Regions from separate parts of the Sus scrofa genome. Here region 2 is linked to region 1. The links are chromatin contacts, called in public HiChIP or PLAC-seq maps. All regions are on one chromosome and are shown on one strand. Each heading gives the region's core, a stretch centred on a gene start, on an enhancer-like site or on the middle of the called end of the contact. The rest is flanking DNA. Distances are from core to core; before and after follow the strand shown.

Region 1 (7,161 bases), core at 2,536-5,035:
TCCATGAGAATGTAGGTTCGATACCTGGCCTCGATCATTGGGTTAAGGATCCACTGTTGCTGTGAGCTTTGGTCGCAGACATGGGTTGGATCCCGAGTTGCTATGGCTGTGGCACAGGCTGGCTGCTGAAACTCCAAGTGGACCCCTTGCCTGGGAACTTCCATATGCCATGGGTGTGGCCCTCAAAAAGCAAAAAAGAAAAAAAACCAAAATAGTACTTCACCTATGAATTTTATTGATTACTGTATTTTGAGTGACCTCTTCCTCAAATTCTCTGAGCCCTATTCTTCTATGGCAGTTAAAATTATTCTATTTTGTATTATGGTTCTGATTAATTTCTTACACTTTCCATCTGCATCGTCCAGTAAGGTAGCCAGCAGCCACATGTGGTACTTGAGCACTTGAGATATGGCTTGTTCAACTTGAGACTGGTATGAAAATAGAATGTAGGAGTTCCCGTTGTGGCGCAGTGGTTAACGAATCTGACTAGGAACCATGAGGTTGCGGGTTCGGTCCCTGCCCTTGCTCAGTGGGTTAACGATCCGGCGTTGCCGTGAGCTGTGGTGTAGGTTGCAGACGCGGCTCGGATCCCACGTTGCTGTGGCTCTGGCGTAGGCCAGTGGCTACAGCTCCGATTCGACCCCTAGCCTGGGAACCTCCATATGCCGCGGGAGCGGCCCAAGAAATAGCAACAACAACAACAACAAAGGACAAAAAAAAAAAAAAAAAAAAAAAAAAGAATGTAAAATTTCCCATTGTTTTTTATTTTATTACATAGTAAAATAATTTTTGACATATTAAATAAAATACATTATTAAAATTAATTTCATCTTTTTTTTTCTTTTTTTCTTTCTAGAGCCTCACCTGAGGCATATAGAAGTTCCCAGGCTAGGAGCCGAACAGGAGCTGTAACTATTGGCCTACGCCACTGCCACAGCAACGTGGGATCCAAGCCACATCTGTGACCTACACCACGGCTCACCGCACTGCCAGATCCTTAGCTCACTGAGCAAGGCCAGAAATGAAACCTGCATCCTCATGGATCCCAGTTGGGATTGTTAACTGGTGAGCCATGAAGGGAACTCACTCACCTGTTTCTTTTTACTTCTTCATGTGTCCACCAGAAAATTCAAAATTGTACATTTCTACTGGATTGTGCTGCTTTAGACCATTACTATTGCACAGGGTTTAGCAAGCTATTATTTGCAAAAGGTGACCTACCTTTTCAAGGGCTGAAATTAAGGCCAAACGCCAATCACCAAGCCATATACCCTGCAGGAACACTGGGTCTGCCCAGGGGAATAGAACCTGTTCCTCCCTCAAAGGTGCTATCCTCACCAAACTATGAGCTCTGGAAGCTCTGTGTGTCCAGAGAGCATATGTTTTTTTCTAATTTGTACAGGCATCATATAAACTAGCAGTAGCCCTGATATAAGAGGAATCATGTCTTAATGTTCTATCTACCACATATTAGTTACTAAAAGTAGTTGAATAAATGAAGGAATGAATGAGCACCCAACTCTACTTATATTCTTCAGACACAAACTCTGCTTATCATGTGATAAGACCATGTAACACTTTATCTGGCTAGAGAATAGTTGCCACTAGTTCCCACCACGAATCAAAATCACTGTTTAGCTTCAGACTCAAATTTTGATCTCTCTTCTAGTCATTATGGCACCAAATAAAAAATTAATTATCATATGGTGTTTTTCCTTTCATAGCTTTATACTTCCAAAAAAGCATTTGGTCACTCCAATGATACTATGAAAAAACTTATTACGTATATCTTTTTTAAAAAAGACCAGTATAAAAATAAGTACTGTAATACCAAAGAATCCTTAGTTCTTTACAACCAACCTGATTGCATTTCTCTTTTTGTCTTAGAATACTTGACTTTGGGAGATGGAACAATTTCTGCGGTGCCAGAGCCGACTGTCCTTAGTTTTCCTTTGGTAAATGAGTCTGTGCTATGTTGAACAATGTTTTTTTCCCCTTTTGTACTTTTTTGTGTAAATTTTTTGCTATTTTTCTTGGGGCTTATTGAATCCATCTTGTTAGATTTGCATGGTGTTTTCTTTTCCTGAATTCTCTCAGAGTTATCTAAATCATTCTTATTTCCAAAATCCTTTTGATTAATTTTCTTGGTTTCTTTTTTTTTCTCAACAAAGTTTTTTGTTTCTACTTCACTTTTAGTCTGGTTTTTCTTCTTCTTTATTTTCTTTTGACTCAATACTTTATTATTTTCATCAGAGAGATCTGAATCAGAATCTGAAAGTTCATAAAAACGTTTCAAGTCCTCTGTAGTGCTATGGTTGATAGGGCGTCCTCTTTTATCCACAGCATAATTCAATTTGAACTTTTTGTCATGAAACATTGCTCGAAATCTCTTGTCAATTTTGACTTTTCGTTCCTTTTCTGGCATTTCCCAAAATCTTGGGTCCTTTGTAACCCGCCTAAACCGCTGGTCATTCATTATTTCTTGTTTGGATGCCATTTTTAAATAGCTGACTGGGCAAATGCTTGAAGAAACCAAATACTACAAAAAAAAAAAAAAAGTAATGAAGGGTTAGTAATAGAATTAAATGAGAAGCTTTGGGAAAAATCAATTCACAATACTATATTCTAAGTTAAATGTATATCATTCATTTCCCAAACTTATCCTGAGTTACAGGCAGAAAAAAGCCCTATCAATATCTTCTTTTGAACAGAGATCATTTGGAGAAATAAACTTCAGGCAAAACCAAGCAGAAGTCCAGGGCTTTATGGAAAGGGGTAAATGATTACTAGACAAATGCATTTACTTAGATTCCCATATTTCTATTTGTATACCTGTATGTGTTACAAGCAAAAAGATAAGGTAATTAAAATATTCCCAAGTCTCAGTTGTTCTCATTTATTTCTTCATACTGTGGTCCGTTCCCTCTATTAATTTTTACCTCATTCTACTCAGAACAGCCTTTACTTCTAAAGGTGGTCTCCTAACTAAACAGACCAAAAATCAATTCAGGTTTAGCTCACAAAACTCCCTCTTTATATACGATCACCCTTCATGAATGAGGTAAAGCCTCTCTCTAGCTAGTTAAATACAAGATAGCAGTGTTTTGTTTTAAAAGCAAGGCATGATTATAAAACTGTAATCTTCTCCCCCCCTTAAATTTGAAAACAACTTATTACACAATAAGGGAAATAAGAGATTTCAGTGATGCTCTTATACACTTAAACATTTAACCCTCCGAGCAGTCTCACGGGGTAGGTACCATTTCATTCAAATGCTAGAGGTAATGCAAGCACTTGATCATCGGTCCAGTGTTCGAAAAGAGGATGGCGACCTGACCTCACTTTCGACGTCCGCTCTCATCTCCATGACTACCATTCCCTTCCACCCACCCTCCTAACGCAGGTAACACCAGAGTGACCTCGAAACTAGGCTCTCTGTCCCAACTCCGATACCTCAGGGAGGCGGTTTTGGGCTAAAGTCCCTCAACAGGACTCGGAGGAAAAGCAAGAAAAGCTCGAAAAATAAGGTCGGTAAGGCAAGGGGAAAGGGCGCGGGCCTCACGAATCAGAAAGAGACCCTATTAGAGACTGGTTCTCTCCCCTCTACAGCCTTTTTTTGGGAACCCGACCCCACTCACCTCCTCCGAACCTTCTCCGGGACTCACGCGGATCTCACACCCATAATGCTCCGCGTGACGCGCCGCCGTAATGGCACGCGAACTGGGCCAAACTACTTCCGTTTTCGCTCCGCGTAGCTCTCCAAAGTCTTTGCCTTAGCCTCAGAGCATGCGCACCGCAAGTGCGCCAGCCAATTGCGTAGCCGCGGGAGATGCTGCAACTGACTCGGCTCCGGCTTTGGTGGCGGCTGTCTCCAGCGGTGGGGGTCCCCGCGAAGAATCTCGGCCTCAGGAAGGTGGCCTCCGGCGTGTCTTCCCGGGGCAGCACCTCGCCCAGAGCCCTAAACATCTTTGATCGAGATTTGAAGAGGAAACAGAAGAACTGGGCGGCCCGACAGCCCGAGCCGATGAAGTTTGACTATCTGAAGGAGGAGGTGGGTTGGCGGGGTGGCGGGGTGGGGTGGGAGTGAGGGGCGAGGATTGGCTTCGGATCTCGGAGCTTCGGCCAGGCTCCAACAGCCCCCTCCTCACCGTGTGACCTTGAGCAGCCGCCCTGCTTGTCTGGGCCTCTGTTGTAGTCAGGCTGGGGCCGGGTGCCTGTCTTTGTAAGTTGCTTTTCATTCATTCGTTACCCTCGGCAGGTAGTGTTTGAGATACAGGTATGGCCAGGGCAAAGTAAGACCGCTGCCCTCATGAGATTTCATTCTTGTAGGAGGCGAGATAGTGACCCCAAAATGCAATTTCAGCCACAGAAGTAAGGCCAGATGATAAAATGAAGTGATAAAGTGACTTGGATGGTCTGGGAAGGCCACTCAAGCAGACGAAGTGAGGAGGAATTAACCATCTGGGATCTGGAGGGAGAAGCCTATAGGCAAAGGGAAAGACAAACCCGGAGCCCCTGAGGCTGAAAGGACCTTGTTGAGGCCTCCATGGAAGCTCCTGTGGAAGGTCTGGGAGGGCCCAGGTTGTGAGGGCTTTAATGGGTAAGAACTTTGGATTTCTCCTCTATCTGAACTTTCCATTCACTATGGCAATTTCTAATGACATGGAGCTATTGAGCACTTGAAATGTCCCTTTGACATGTGTGGTAAGTGTAAAAATACACTGGATTTCAGTGACTTAATATGAAAAAGAGATGTAAAATTTTCCATTAATATCTTTCTATACTGATTACATGTTGAAATTCTGATTTTGATATATTGGGTTAAGTATGTTAAAATTAATTTCTTTACTCTTTTTAAAATGGCTACTAGAGGAGTTCCCATTGTGGCTCAGTGGTAATGAACCTGACTAGTATTCATGAGGGTGTGGGTTAGATCCCTGGCCTTGCTCAGTGGATTAAGGAAATGGCGTTGCTGTGGCTGTAGTGTAGGCTGGCAGCTACAGCTCCGATTTGACCCCTAGCCTGGGAACCTCCAAATGCCCCAAGTACGGCTCTAAAAAAAGAAAGAAAAGAAAGAGGGATAAAGGGAAGTATTTAACTTGTTGAAACATAAATAACATATGGATTTTTTAAATACTGGAAAAAGAGTTACTTCTCTATTAAATCTACTCACGTTTACTTGTGTACATCTTTGCCTCTTGTAATCTGTTAGGTTGGAAGCCGGATTGCAGACCGTGTGTATGATATAACCAGGTAAGTGATGATTGTCGTAATAAAATATAGTCCCCTTTTGACTGGAGACTTGAGAAATTAAATGCTGAGAGCTTGATATCTGGCATGGTAGAATCTAGATGAATTTATTACCAGGATTAGTGATTTTAATCACTCTTAGGTTTCTCCTTTTTTAAAATGTCTGGGAGAGCAAGTGTTTTCTTCTTTGTTGCCTACAAAAATAATGACAACTCAGCCTCTCTCCAAGACTGGATGACTATTCTACTTGTTTTGGTCAAAAACAGTTGCTTCAGAAATGGATATAAAGAACTGACGTGTGGAGTTCTCTTGTGTGCAGCGAGTTAAAGGATCCAGCATTGTCACTGCAGCAACTTGGGTGTTTGCTGTGGCACAGATTCAGTCCTGGGCCCAGGAACTTCCACATGCCTTGAGTGTGGGGAAAAAAAAAAAAAAAAAAAAAAAATTGACAGCTGAATTTTAAGATATACTAAATATAGCTTTAAAAGTTTAAAATTAATAACAGGATCTTTTATCTAAGTCAAAAGAGTCTCCCTAGATTTGTTCTCCAATAAAGTTATATGAGACTTTGGCATTTTATCATAGGCATTATAAATAGCAATAATGGTCTTGTAACAATTACATAGAGGCAGATTTGAGAAAAGAACACATTCATCAAGTATTAACTTTTTTGGAGTTTCCTGGGGCCTAGAAGTTAGGGATCCAGCTTTGTCACTGTTGTGTCTTGGGTCACTGCTGTGTTGTTGCAACTTCAATCCCTGGCCCAGGAACTTCTACATGCCACGGGCATAACCAAAAGAAAAAAAATAACTTCTTTCATTCTTTATCTGGGTGTGTCATCAAATGAAAATACCCTCACTAAATCTTTTCTTCCATCCATGTCATGGAGCAGCCTTAAGGACAGCCACTTGGTTGTGAGGTCCTATGAATGGCCAGGCCAGACACTTGTTCTATGTGGTGTGTTCCCTGATAGATACACCTTGTGAGGCAAAGCATCAAAGGCAGATGATAGAATTTTTTGGAAATGTATGTTCACTAAAATTAGTGAATTAGAATGAATTAGAACAATTACCTTTTGGAGTTCCTGCTGTTGTGCAGCAGGTTAAGGACCTGGCATTGTCTCTGTAGCAGCTCGGGTTGTTGCTGAGGTGCAGATTTGATCCCCGGTACAGTGGGTTAAGGATCCAACATTGCCGCAGCTGTGGTATAGGTCACAGTTGCAGCTCAGATTTGATCCCTGGCACAGGAACTTCTGTATGCTGCGGGTATGGGGCGGCCCCCCAAAAAAGAAAAAAGGAAATTAGCTTTTAATAATTATTTTATAGACTGTGTTATTATAGACAAAGCATAATTTCTGTGTCTGTTTTTCAGAGATTTCCCCCTTGCTTTGGATGTTGGTTGTGGAAGAGGTTACATAGCACAACATTTAAATAAGGTATAGTTATTCAATGATGTAATGCACTTTGAGAAATAAAGTTGGCTAATTTTAAGGAAAGGTGTTCTTAATCAGTTTATATCATATTTAGATTTCGTTTATATCAGATTGGCTAGTTTGGTTGTTTTTTCTTTTTTTGTCTTTTGTCCTTTTTAGGGCCACACCTGCAGCATATGGCTGTTTTCAGGCTAGGGGTCTAATCGGAGCTGTAGCCACCAGCCTACGCCAGAGCCACAGCAACACAAGATCCGAGCCACATCTTCGACCTACACCACAGCTCACGGCAACGCCAGATCCTTAACCCACTGAGTGAGGCCAGGGATTGAACCCGCAACCTCATGGCTCCTAGTTGGATTCATTTCTGCTGCATCACAACTGGAACTCCGTTTTTGTTTTTGTTTTTTTTTTAAGTGATAGAACCAATGGTTATTTTGTGTCCACTCTTAAGTATTTTTTCTTCAATGATGTTTTTCTTT
Region 2 (7,161 bases), core at 2,692-5,191, 150 kb after region 1:
AGAATAGACAGAAGGGGGCAAAAATGGACATGGGGGACAGTTAAGTGCTACTGGAAAGGTAAAAAATTCAAGATTATACAGGAGATAAAATTGAGAAGGTACAGCAATTCATTAGGAATGAGAGTGAAGTTTTAAGAGGTACCAGAGATGGTGTTTAGGTTTCTAGACTGTTCAAGTGAATGTGTGATGAAGCCATTCAAAGAGATGGGGAACACTGAAAGAGGTCTAAGTGTGGGGAAAAGATCATGAGTACCATGTGGTATGTAGTATATTTCAAGTATCTTTTAGATACTAAATATTAATATTTGATACTAATATTTGATACTTTAGAATGATAATGGTATTTTGTAAGAATAATTAAAATTAAATGCTTGGGAGTTCCTGTTGTGGCGCAGTGGTTAACGAATCTGACTAGGAACCATGAGGTTGCAGGTTCGATCCCTGGCCTCGCTCAGTGGGTTAAGGATCTGGCATTGCCGTGAGCTGTGGTGTAGGTCACAGATACGGCTCAGATCCCACGTTGCTGTGTCTCTGGCGTAGGCCGGTGGCTACAGCTCTGATCTGACCCCTAGCCTGGGAACTTCCATATGCCGTGGGTGCGGCCCTTAAAAAAGGCAAAAAAAAAAAAATTATAAAATTAAATTAAATGCTTAAAGTGATTGCATTTGGAGTGGATAAGCAATGATATCCTGCTGTATAGCAAAGGAACTATATCTAATCACTTGCATAGCACAAGGAAAATGATGGAGTATAGTTTGAAAAAAAGAATGTATATATGTATAACTGGGTCACTTTACTGTACAGCAGAAATTGACAGAACATTGTAAATCAACTATAATAAAAAATAAAAAAATGCTGAAACAAATACCTTCTAAATATCTAGGCCTTAACACAATACATAAAAGTTTCTTATTTACATTAAGAGCCTGATGTGGTACTCCTTGGATCCCAAAGATGCTCCTCCAAGCAGTGACTCAGGGATCCAGTTTCCTTCCTTCTTGAGATGCTGGTTCTGGGATCACTGCGAAAAAGAGAGAACATGAATGAGTACATGGGAGTTTTGATGGTTAGGCATGGAAGTGGCCTTTTGCATCATAACCTACCCAGGATGCAGTCACATGTGCTAATTCCAAGGGAGGTTGGAAAATAGAGTCTGGCTATGGACCAAGAAAGAAGAAACTATGCTAGTGAGCATCTCTGCCATATTTACTATGTGCTAGTCACTTTATGTGTTTTAACTCATTTAATCCTCAAATCAATCTGACAAAGTAGATATTTATCGTCATCTCCACATAATAGATTTCAAAAAATGTCAAAGTTCAGAGATCTTGAGTAACTTGCCAAGGGCCACATAATTAATAAGAGTAAACCTAGAATTTGGAGTTCTTGTCGTGGTGCAGCGTAAATGAATCTGACTAGGAACCATGAGGTTGTGGTTTCAATCCCTGGCCTTGGTCAGTGGGTTAAGGATCTGGTGCAGTGCCATGAGCTGTGGTGTAGGTCACAGACGTGGCTCAGATCCTGTGCTGCTGTGGCTGGGGTGTAGGCTGGCAGCTGTAGCTCTGATTAGACCCCTAGCCTAGGAATCTCCATATGTTGCAGCTGTGGCCGTAAAAAGCCAAAAAAAAAAAAAAAAAAAAAAAAAAAAAAAAGGAGTAAACCTAGAATTTGAATCCAGAAAAACTAGCTTCAGATGCCTTTTAACCAGCGCATAACACTGCCTCTTAAAGTTGAGATCCAGTATATGGTAGCATGTATAGGTTTAAAGCTCAAGAAGAAATTTTCCTTTAACTCAGGATTTTCCAATCTCAGCAGTAACGACATTTTGGGCCAGATATTTCTTTGTTGTGGGGGACTGTTCTGTGCATTATTGGACACTCAGCAGAATTCTTGGTTTACACTCACACAGTGCCAGTAGCATTCTTCCCCCAGATTTGACAACCAAAAATTTATCCAGACATTGCCAATGTCCCCAAGGGAGGCAGAACTGCACCGATTGAGAACCACTGTTATAACTGAAGCCATGAATATGGATGAAATTATTCAAAGAAAAAGTATAAAGCGAAAATAGACAAGAGATTAGTAGTGAATCTTAATGAACTCCAAAATGTAATGGCTGAAAAGGAAGATGGGCCACAAAGGAGACTGTAAAGGAATTACCAGACAGGAGGAAACTCAAAAGAGTGAGGAAATTAATGGAAAAGAATGGTTTAAGGAGGAATAGAGATTAACAGTGTTAAATGTGCTGAGAGATCTTGTAAGAGAGATTGAAAAATGTCCATTAAATAGCACATGAAGGCAACTGATTAACTTAGTAACAGCCATTTCAGTTGATTTAGAGGATAAAAGATTAAAGCAAACTGAAGAGCAAAAGTGGGATATAAGACAAATGACACATTTTGGTAAGTGAGAGGTTTTGGAGAGGAGGAGGAATTTTTTTTTTTTTTTAACATGGGAGAAACCTAAAAGGTTTAAAAGTTGATGAATGGTCCCAGTTCTTTCAGTCAACATAGGATAAAGATAATCAATAGTATAATGTTCCTAAGAAAGCACAGGTGGAAGGACTGGCTCTGGGTTGGGGCAGAAACTTCTGTTTTAACAAAGCAAAGGTGCCTAGTACGATGCACTTTCCTGCAGACACGATACACTTTGCATTTCTAAACAAGAACTCAATACCTTTCCTGCAAAATCTGAAACTGCTCCTGTACTGCCCAATCTTATTGATAAATTGCTATTTTCAACTATTCCATGGAACCCTTATATTCTTTTTCTTTCTCATCCTCTTTCCAAAATCTATTGCATTAACAATTTTTATTGATTCTACCTGGGTACTATGCTTTGAATCAGAGCCCTCCTTTTATTTCCATTGCCAATAAATGTGTGCATATTTTTATTACTAGCTCAAATATCACTTCCTTCTTGAAACATTATTTCATAGCATTAAAAGAAAAAAAGCAGAGATAATGTTAAAATAAAAAATTGTACCTTACTATGTTATTAATCATCCTCATGAGAGAGACCTGTTACTCAAAACATTTCATTCTTTACAATTTTTAATGGGGCCTCCTCTTTTTTTTTTTAATTGTTAAAAAATGTGTTCCAAATAACTACTTGTTCTTACATACCTAGCTTAAGTACAGCTTATAAGACAACACTCCAATTGTTAAACAAATGTGGATTCACAAAGAAATCAGCCTAGTGGATGGTCTGATATTTAGAAAAACCATAAATTTGGGGAGGGGGTTACCAAACTTCCTCTAAATTCTAGAACACCTAAATACTAGTATTACCCAGCATCAGGTGAGCCCTTTAGACCATCACCTTGACCTGAAGCAATTTGTGGGGGAATAAAACGGTAATATGACCTGGCTCTTATTAACACCCATTTGAATTTGCTTTGATGAAAGTCTTTTGTTTCCAATATAACTTTTGGTTGCTCACTACTTCCCAGTTCTTAAAACTCTTGAGTACTCCAGTTTACTTTTGTTCTTTCCACTTTTCATCGGACTCCACTGAACTGTGTAAGGTTGAGAAGCTGATTACATATGGTCTGAAACCATTACCTAATCCTTTCACTTCTTTCGGTTACATTTGCCCACCAACAGAAAAGTTTCAGATTATCTGGTAAAAGCCATCCAGATGGAGCAGTTAGAGTGAACGTGCACAATTCGTGTCAACTCACATCTCTTACTTCCACAGGTTAAGGCCCTGAGGATGCTCCGCAGTCACCTGGCGCACCTGGCCCTAGAGGCCACGCCCTCGGGTCCTCCTAGCGCAGCAAAGCGGGAGGGGATCTCCTAGTGCCTCCTGCCTCTCCAAGGAAGCCGCCTCACGCGCCACCCCAGCCGCTAGGCTACCTCCAGCCCCCTTGCTCCCTGGCTCCGCCCCCTCAAGCTCCCCAACGTCCTCGGCGTCGGGCCCGAGCCTGCGCCTGCGCCTGCGCCCTGGGTCCGAAGTCGGGGCGCGCGGTGGCTGGAACGCGGAGAGCGGCGGATGGTGCAGCCAATGGGAGGCGGCGCTGGCTAGCGGCTGGGAGGCGGGGCCTGCGCGGGTGTTAGGTTAGCGCGAGGCGTGACCTAGTTGACAGGCTCTGAGGGCTGCTGTGGCGGCGGCCGCGGGGCTGAGGCGGGTGGGAGCCGGAGCAGTACGCCGGCTGAGGGAGGAGGGCGGCGACTAGAGAGCGGCGAAAGGCGCGGGTGCGGAGCCTCTTTCACTTTTCCCTCCCGAGTGCCCCCCCCACCCCTCCCACTCCACACACACCCTGTTTGCCCGTGAGCCTGGGGAACTTGCAGCTTAAAGCCAGCCACCCCCACAGCAACATGTACCCCAGCAACAAGAAGAAAAAGGTGTGGAGAGAGGAGAAAGGTAACCGTCCTGTCGAGTCCTGGGGTCGGGGGCAGGGGTGGAAGGGGTGGGGTGGGGGCGGGGGACAGGGCTGTGTGTGCAGAGGCGCCCTCCGCCCGGCTCTCGCCTCGCGCCTTCCCGGCCGGTGCCGCTTCCCCCGCGGGTCCGTGTGTACACACGCGCGCACGTGCGCGCACCCCGGCGTGCACGCGCCGCCCCCGGGCACCTGCCGCTCGCACACTTGTGGGCTCACGCCCCTCTCTGCTGCTGCGCCGGGTCACCTTCTCCCCCAGCGCGGCGGTCCCCACCCCGCCCCGGACTCCAGCTGGGACTTTCGGAGTCCCGGCCGGGTGTCCCAGGGACACGTGCCCGCCAGCTGGCACCCCGGCCGCAGCTGCTGCTGCTCCGCGCCCGCTGAGCTTCGGCGGTTTACTCCGCGCCTCTGCGTCCTGCTCCTCTTCTGGCAGGGCGTCCCCACCCTCGCGTCTTTAGCCCTTTTGCCGGGCCCTTCCTTCTGCGCCTCAGTGTGACTTTCAGAACCTGGAGCTGGGGGGACAGGTGGAGAACCTAACACGAGCGTGTCTTTTCCGAGAGGCTAAGTGCCTTCAGAGAAGTCTGAATGGGCTCTTCTCTGCAGTGATTCCCTCTAAATTCCGATCCCATTCACAGTCTGAAGTTGCTCAGAGTAAGACTGTGAGACCGATGCCACTCTTCTGTGAATGAAGCCACCTCTGAGTTTTGTGCTGATCAAAGCTTAGCCAGATCAGGCAGATTGATAGTGACATTGAGGTCGGGGAGATACACAAAGTGTGCGACCCAGCGCTGTTTTCTCCCTCTCTCTTTTTCTCTCTGGTGTCAGAGTTAGGTAATAATCCAAGGTAAAACTTGAGTCTTTGCAGTTTTCTCCCTCCCACCCCACTCCTTTCTTTTTATTCTGTAGCAGCTAATTTTACAGAAATGTAGTAAAAAGGACTTGAATTGCTACTGCCAAGATGTACTAAACCGTGTATCAAAAGCGAGGCTGAGTGAGGGAAATGCACATCTCTCCTTAAGTATCATGTTCTTTATAGAGGAAGGAGGAAGGGGTGACTAGTTCTCTTGCTAAACTCAGCTTCAGCTGCTCATCGCCCAAAAGCCAATAATTCTAGAGGCAGATGTCAATAGAAAGGAAAGTTGTTTTAATGAGAAAAGCCAGAGATCTCGGGAGAAAGTGGGCTCATGTCCTGAGACCAACTCTGAAGATTATGCTCAGCCATGACAGTTTTTAAAGGGGAAAAGGGAGAAGACTCAGTGAAATCATCGAGACAGGACATTGGATTCTGCATGAATCTCTATTGTGAGCAGACTGGCTGACTCTTTCTTCAGCATTTTCTTGCCTGAGCAATCTGCCTGCTGGATTTGCTAAAGGGGCTGTTGGGGGTGGAGAGCTAGTCATTTTCTAACTGCTTAATTTTCATTCTTTTTATCTAGGAGAAGGATCAACAGGTTAGGCAGGGCATGGTGTGTATTCAGGAGAGCATAAGTCAAGAGTTAGGTTAAATTGCCTGAAGATCTCATTGCTTCAATTCTTTTACGGTTAGACGGGAATGAATAGAAATGGACAAACAGGAAAGGGGCAAAAGCAAAGTTCCTTACTGTCAAACTTCATTCAATTTCTGTGGGATTAAAACAGAGCTAATAACTAACTTTTTCATGCTGATTTAGGGCACTGCATTCTCACAGTGAAAGATGTCAACATTGGTCTCTAGCATCACCTCCTACAAGCAATTTTAGTTGCATGCTTATAATATGGGCAGAGCAAGCTGCAATAATTTCGATACCCACAAAGATATAGATCATTATGAGCAATAATGTTAATCCCATTCTCTTGAGGCCAGTTCTTAGAATTGTGCTAGCTGTAGATTCAGTACTGCCCAAGATGGGGCTGTCTGGTCATCATGCAGCTAGTGTTTTTCCCCTCTGATGGCAGTTATAGTATCTGTAAAACAACTCAGGAGTGTGCACTATACACTGATTCTGTGACTCTATTGTCCTAATCATTAATTGCTCAGTTTTGTACATGGTGGGGGGGCCCTCCAGGGTTCTGCTCCACTCCAGGTTGAAAGTTGATTTCTCTAATAGCTCTTTACAACCTATAGATTTTTATTGCAACTCCCAGTCTTTATAAATAAGGCCAAACATGGATAGAGAAAGAATAAATGTGGGAAAAGAATCCTCTGCGTAGGGCCTTCAAACAATGCCTGAGAAAGGGGATGAGAGGGAATTTTTTTTTTTTTTTCACGTTAACTCCTGGGAAGATTTAACATAGTATAACTGAACAACACAGTTAAAATGGTCTTTAAATATTGACAGACTAGGTTGTATTCCATTTAGTTATGCTTTAACAACTGGGCATATGTAGAACTACTTTTGGTGTCACAAAACAAACCCTGTTGGAGTTCCCGTTGTGGTGCAGTGGTTAACAAATCCGACTAGGAACCACGAGGTTGCGGGTTCGATCCCTGGCCTCGCTCAGTGGGTTAAGGATCTGGCGTTGCAGTGAGCTGTGGTGTAGGTGCAGACTCAGCTCTGATCCTGAGTTGCTGTGGCTCTGGCGTAGGCTGGGAGGCTACAGCTCCAATTAGACCCCTAGCCTAGGAACCTCCATGTGCTGCAGGTGTGGCCCTAGAAAAGAAAAGAAAAAAAGCAAACCACTGTTGTGTTATCAGTCTGTATATAGCCTGATATATAAAGTAGTGTAAAGTAATTTTGCTTTGTTTTCATAGAAGTTGAGTTTCAACAAGGATTTACTTTGTAAGCATTGAAAAATCTTTTATG

The links. HiChIP or PLAC-seq counts read pairs in DNA pulled down with a chosen protein or histone mark.
Region 2: an H3K27ac HiChIP or PLAC-seq map of alveolar macrophages shows a contact between it and region 1. The contact joins the promoter of MACROD2 here to the promoter of NDUFAF5 in region 1. A contact is called at or near these places in 2 of 47 Hi-C or Micro-C datasets (epiblast stem cells and liver) and 1 of 2 datasets of contacts at active chromatin or transcription factors (alveolar macrophages).

The regions. Positions count from the first base shown.
Region 1 is chr17:22,476,559-22,483,719 of Sscrofa11.1, forward strand. NDUFAF5 (arginine-hydroxylase NDUFAF5, mitochondrial) reads left to right here and starts at 3,786. Exons shown (of 9, transcript XM_013985086.2): 1 at 3,786-4,051; 2 at 5,213-5,253. The coding sequence starts at 3,830. It overlaps ESF1 (ESF1 homolog), which reads right to left and starts at 3,749. Exons shown (of 14, transcript XM_001926068.6): 1 at 3,639-3,749; 2 at 1,861-2,539. The coding sequence starts at 2,497.
Region 2 is chr17:22,631,164-22,638,324 of Sscrofa11.1, forward strand. It overlaps MACROD2 (O-acetyl-ADP-ribose deacetylase MACROD2), which reads left to right and starts at 3,942. Exons shown (of 18, transcript XM_021077533.1): 1 at 3,942-4,365. The coding sequence starts at 4,320.